Regions from separate parts of the Sus scrofa genome. Here region 2 is linked to region 1. The links are chromatin contacts, called in public Hi-C maps. All regions are on one chromosome and are shown on one strand. Each heading gives the region's core, a stretch centred on a gene start, on an enhancer-like site or on the middle of the called end of the contact. The rest is flanking DNA. Distances are from core to core; before and after follow the strand shown.

Region 1 (2,951 bases), core at 279-2,778:
ATCTCAGAACTGGAGTGTGGTAGGTTTTGTGATCCCGAATGTTCTGAGGCCTCAGGAAAGGGGGCTGCTTTGCTTGTCCCTCAGGCTGCCATCTGCAGAGGCTGTGATGGGGCATGGTCCAAGCAGGACATTGTCCTCTTGTGTCCTCTTGGGCTCTCACTTGATAAGTGCATCTGTGCCAGGCAAATCAGTCACATTTCACCTGCCATACTCTCCCCGTCACATTTTTTTTAAGCTTATCGATAACCACAAAGGAAAAGCGTCCACCACACTGCAAAACAATTCGGTGTCTCTTTGGTTCCCTCTAAATGGCTGGTTCTAGAACCTGTGTTTCTTTTATTCTTTGAAGGCCTAAGATTAGAATCCAGTGTTAGAACAGGAAGAGACCTTCATTCTTTCATCCATTCATCCTGTAATTACTTACTGAGCCCTATTAAGTGCCAGGCATTGTGTTAAGTGCTGAGGACATAATAGGGAATGAAGGAGTTCCCGTCGTGGCACAGTGGTTAACGAATCCGACTAGGAACCATGAGGTTGCGGGTTCGGTCCCTGCCCTTGCTCAGTGGGTTAACGATCCAGCGTTGCCGTGAGCTGTGGTGTAGGTTGCAGTCGCGGCTCGGATCCCGAGTTGCTGTGGCTCTGGCGTAGGCCGGTGGCTGCAGCTCTGATTAGACCCCTAGCCTGGGAACCTCCATATGCTGCGGGAGCGGCCCAAGAAATAGCAACAACAACAAAAATAATAATAATAATAATAGGGAATGAAAAAAGACATGGTACACACTGTCAGAATGTTTATGTTCTCTTTGGGGAGGTAGGAAAACAAAGCAAGTTACACAATTTTTAAATATTTACTTATTTATTTTTCATAGGTGGTACACTATATGATTCAAAATACAAAAAGGTGCACAGTGAAAAGCCCCCCACTCCTGCCCCTAGCCACCTAGTCCTCCTCATAAAGGCCAGCAATGTTATCAGTTTCTTCTGTGCCCATCCAGAGATAACATATGCATATACAAGCAAATATATTCTTCCCCCTCTATTATACAAATGGTGGTATTCTATACACTCTGGACTTCACCTTGGGATTTTTTTTTTCACTGAACAATATCTTAAATTGTTCTATATCAATACATAGATTTCTTTTTACAGTTGTATGGTATTCCATTTTGTGACTATTGCATGACTTAATGTTACATTGTGGTAAATGTCTCTATGGGAACAAAAAAATAAGTAGGGAGCTGAATTTTAAACTAATGAGGAAGAACTGGCTTTAGAAAAAGTGATCAGGAAAGGGAGCTTACACTCAGGAAAAGACCTTGAAGCTGAGTCCTAAAAAAATGAGAGGGAATCCACCAGGAGGACACAAGGAGGAAGAACTTGTAAGCAAAACAAAGGATTGCTTAGGCAGGAATGAGCTTGGCAAATCTGAGGGGCTGGACACCACTGTGGCTGGAACCAGATGAGGGAGGGAGCCCAGAGCCAGATGGTGAGAGGCCCTGCAGGCCACGGTGGGGAGCACAGGGGTGATTCTCAGCACAGTGGGAAGCTGCTGGAGGGTTTCAGAGAGAAACAGGCATGCTCTGAGTTACACCTTAGGCAGCTATGTGGAAGCTGGATTAAAGACAAGAGTGAAAGGAGGTAAGGAGGCTGATGCAATGGCCTGGCAGGAAGTGAATAGAGCACGGAGAGGAGGTAGCGCAGCAGGGATGAGAAACATTGACAGCATTGGGATTTATTTTGGAAGCAGAGTTGACAGGATTGGAGTGTTAACCTCATGGATCATTTAGTCCCAGTTCCCTCACTTCCCAGGCTGACCAAGACTGAGGACTTGCTTGCCACAGGTCACAGAGCTCCTGAGTAATAGATCGAGGCCTAGAATCCAAGGTTTCTAACTCCCAGGTCAGTGTTCTATCACTCTAGGAAAGCAGGAGTTGGAAATGGAGAATACAAACTGTATTTTAAAATTCTGCTAACCAGTAATTACCGATCCATTTGATTCTTAAAAGTTGTGTAATGGCTTTTTATCAGCTTTCTTGACTCCCCACTTCAAAGTAGAAAGAGACAGATCTTTGGGAATGGAATCTCAGGTCCACCTCTGCCTACGGGAAGCCCAGAGCAAGGGAGACAGGTGGTGTGGGAGGTGGGATAGCGAGTGCAAATAAGAGTCAGGGGAGACCTCACTGATAAGGTGATACCTGCTGGAAAAGGTAACTGGGCCTTGTAGATATGAGGGAAGTGTACTCCAGATGGAAGACCCAGCTAGCGTGAAGACCCTCTGAAAGGAACCTGGCATTTTGAAGGGTAGAAGGGAGGACAAGGTGGGTGGAGTAGATAAGAACAGTGGAGATGTAAGCAGGGAAAACAGTGAGGTGACAGTGGAAATGGGAGATCAGAAGACAAGAATTTGTGAGCCATCAAAGTCTTTGGCTTTTACTCTCAGATGGGAGCCAGGAGAAAGTCTGAGAAATGACAGGATCTGATGTACATTTTCACAGGATCCCTCTGTTACTGTGTGGAGGACAGACTGTAGGAAGCAAAGTGCAAGTAGAAACCAGCTAAGAGATTATGCCATCATCCAGGTGAGAGTTGGTGACTTGGCCGTAGATATGGCAAGAACTGGTCAACCAGTAAATACGATATAGGATGTGAGAAATATTACTCTCAGGATTTGGCCTGAGAAATGGGAGAGATGAATTCATTATAAGTGATGGGGCAGATGAGGAAGAGGTTTAGGTTTGCAAGTGTTGGGTTTGTGATGTTGGCGAGACATCGGTGGAGAGGTTGAGCTAGCGACTGAACATACCAGAGATCAGGAGATAGACCTGGACCGATTCTACATTTGGGAGTTGTTGGCACAAGGATGGTGTTTAAAGCCATAGGACTGGATGTAATCTAGTGAGTGTAGAGGGTCAAGGACTGAGCCTTGGGTCACTGTGGCATCAAGAGGATAA
Region 2 (2,951 bases), core at 187-2,686, 82 kb before region 1:
CCCTGCCCTACTGCCTTGCCTGTGAAGTCTCCACCTCCCACCCCAGACTCAGGGAGTCATTCGTTCCCTGAGATATTCGCTTTGGGAGGCCTCCAGAGGCATCACTGTTATTACCTGCATTCTCTCATTTGATCCTATGGGATCCTTAACATGTTCTGAAGGGTGCCTAAGAGCAGAAGTGACAGCCCAGGGTCACACAGCTCAAAAGTAATAGAAGGCATGAAGGTTACAGGCAGAGGGTAGTCTTTTTCCCTAGGTTGAGCGCCCAGTTTGCCTGGGGCCTGTGGGGGACTGATAAGCTGGGGGAGGGGGCAGGGAAACCAACCTGTTTGTGCCTCCCTCTCCTCCTCTGAGTTGCATGGGCCTCCAGCCAAGTCCTTATCCTGCCAGAGCCTGGGCACTGCCCTCAGCTGATGGGGTGATTGGGTTTTGAGTGATAAAGAGGCCAGGAGACAGGCTAGGGGGTTGGGGGGAGGGGGCAGAGCTAATACAGGGAGCATCTGACCAGTCCCCTGCTAAGTCTAGGAGGAGAAGGCTGTCATAAGACCAGGCAAGTGGGAAGCTCAGGCCTGAGATGGGGCGTATGGCTGGAATCTGTTGCAGCTTTGAATCCTGACTCTACTTGGGCAAACGTATGACCTGGCCAGTCATATTTCTCTCCTAGGCTCTCTCCTCATCAGTCCAATGAGGCGCCCCTCCTGCCTGCCTCTCCAGGACATCATGACTCCGGGATATTAGATGGGAAAGCCCTTTGTACACTGCAAGCTGTTCTCCATACATAATGGACGTTTCTGTTGTGATTCACAGCCTCCTACAATGAAGGGCCTAAAGCAACTGAATACCCAGAGACCAGAGAGAGAAAAGGATCGCATCTGAGGGATTAGGGAAGATGGCCTTTAGAAGGTGACCTTCCAGCTAGACTTTTAATTTTTTTTTTTTTTTTTTTTTGTCTTTTTTGTTGTTGTTGCTATTTCTTGGGCCGCTCCCGCGGCATATGGAGGTTCCCAGGCTAGGGGTCTAATCGGAGCTGTAGCCACCGGCCTACGCCAGAGCCACAGCAACGTTGGATCCGAGCCGCGTCTGCAACCTACACCACAGCTCATGGCAACGCCGGATCGTTAACCCACTGAGCAAGGGCAGGGCCCGAACCCGCAACCTCATGGTTCCTAGTCGGATTCGTTAACCACTGCGCCACGACGGAAACTCCCCCCAGCTAGACTTTTAAGGATGAATTTACTACATGGACATGGAAGAGGGCCTTCCAGGTGGAGGGACAGCCTGCACAAAGGCCTGGAAGTAGGGGAGTGAAGGTGTGCTCTGGGAACAGAAAATGGTCTGGTATATTTGGGGCACAGAGTGAATCGTGTGACCAAATAGTGGAAGGCCTTGAATGCCAGGTTTCAACCAGGGCATGTGGTGGGGGAGACGGGAGATACCGACATTCAGGGACAGCCAGGGAGTCTTTGAGGCAAGAGACAGCCAAGTGCTGGCTGGAGGGTGGCAGTCACTTGGGGGCATCTGAGGCAGAGACAGAATTGGTGAGCAGTGGTTCAGGGACACCTTCCAGGGAGGGTCCATTTGATCCTGGAACACATCCCCAGGATGACATCAGCCTGGGCAAGAGGTTGCAGAGTCCCCTCCAAGGGAGAGATGGGGGTTGGCAGGAATGGAAAAAAAGCTGAATCAGATGCCCTAGTTCAGGGAGAGACACATGCATTGGCACAGGGGGTGCCCACCAATAAACATGGAAGGTCTCTGAAACTTCCTGCTGCCCAGGAGGGCCTCTGGCTTGTCAATGTGTGGGAAGGGGCCCAATCCCACCAGGTGAGCCCCTTCCCAGGGAAGGTGCCATCTCTAGGAGCCCTTGCTTAAATAGCAGTGGTTGCCTATGATTGGCTTATTATTACATCTGCCAGGTACTTCACTAACCTCTTCCCAGAATAGAGATCCCATTATTTCATGGACCACAGTGAAAGATCTACAGAGCCAATCACTGGGAAGGCCAGGACTTGAAGGCAGCATTCCCTGTTTCCTGAGAGGGCAGGAAACAGATGATGGAGGTGTTTGGGGAGAAGGCTAAGATTCTGGCTATTTGGAGCAGGGAAATCTGGGAGGAACAGGCACCAGAGAAGGAAAGACGGTGTCTGCCGCCACCTCGCGGTTGAAGAGCCGGTGGGTTGGAGGCGCAGAACCCTGCCCCCAGGCTGCTTAAAGGAAGCTGTGCCAGGGGCCCAGCCCAGGATGGGAGCTGCTTTGGGTGCATGGGGGTCAGCTTCGCAGCAGGGTTTGTGGTGAAAGGTGGACATTCGAGTGAGACTAGATTGCAACTCCAGCTCACCAGGACTCATGAGGCCCCAGGCAAATCTCTTACCCATGTTTCTCAGGTCCTCGCAATGCCTTTCAGAGGATTAAGAGAGATCAGCTTCCCTCCTATAAAGACCCCTCACAGCCTTTACTCATTTTTGCAGTTGGGAAAACTCAAGACCTAGTGGGCAGATTTAGGATTGCGGGACCCAAAGCTTAGTTGGGGGGCTTCTTTTCAAAAAAAGAAGGCAAAGTTAAGGATACAAAATAACAAGAGCTCCCACTATGGCGCAAAGGGATTGGTGGCATCTTGGGAGCGCTGGGACTCGGGTTTGATCTCCAGCCCGACATAGTGGGGTAGGGATCCGGGTTGCTGCAGCCTCAGCTTAGGTCCAGATTTCAGCTGGGATCTGATCCCTGGCCTGGGAGCTCCATATGCTTCAGGGCAGCCCAAAATGAAAAAATCCGGAGTTCCTCTGTGGCTCAGTGGGTTAAAGACCCAGCATTGTCACTGCTACAGCTTGGCTTGCTGCTGTAGCATGTGTTCAATTCTTAGCCCAGGAATTCCCACATGCCAGGGACACAGCCAAAAACAAACCAAAAAAAGAATACAAAATGCCTATAACCACTCAAGGCCAGAGGACACA

The links. Hi-C and Micro-C count contacts between places; a contact is called where the count stands out from the background.
Region 2: a contact with region 1 is called in a Hi-C map of omental adipose tissue, with 2.7 times the contacts expected there. The contact joins two enhancer-like sites. A contact is called at or near these places in 2 of 5 promoter capture datasets (liver and skeletal muscle), 30 of 47 Hi-C or Micro-C datasets (adipocytes, adipose tissue, alveolar macrophages and 17 more) and 2 of 2 datasets of contacts at active chromatin or transcription factors (alveolar macrophages and skeletal muscle).

What each region holds. Positions count from the first base shown.
Region 1 is chr6:85,754,653-85,757,603 of Sscrofa11.1, reverse strand. YTHDF2 (YTH domain-containing family protein 2) reads right to left here. Exons shown (of 7, transcript XM_005665152.3): 7 at 854-2,951. Among named protein-coding and RNA genes, the nearest start is that of OPRD1, 19 kb to the left of the region's middle. Within about 2 kb of position 1,528, at least 2 of the 83 cell types and tissues checked have an H3K27ac peak or open chromatin away from gene starts, as enhancers often do. A contact at or near this core is called in omental adipose tissue, where this site is marked.
Region 2 is chr6:85,836,981-85,839,931 of Sscrofa11.1, reverse strand. LOC106510640 (a long non-coding RNA gene) reads left to right here. Exons shown (of 3, transcript XR_001309282.2): 2 at 808-903. Among named protein-coding and RNA genes, the nearest start is that of EPB41, 4.1 kb to the left of the region's middle. Within about 2 kb of position 1,436, at least 2 of the 83 cell types and tissues checked have an H3K27ac peak or open chromatin away from gene starts, as enhancers often do. A contact at or near this core is called in omental adipose tissue, where this site is marked.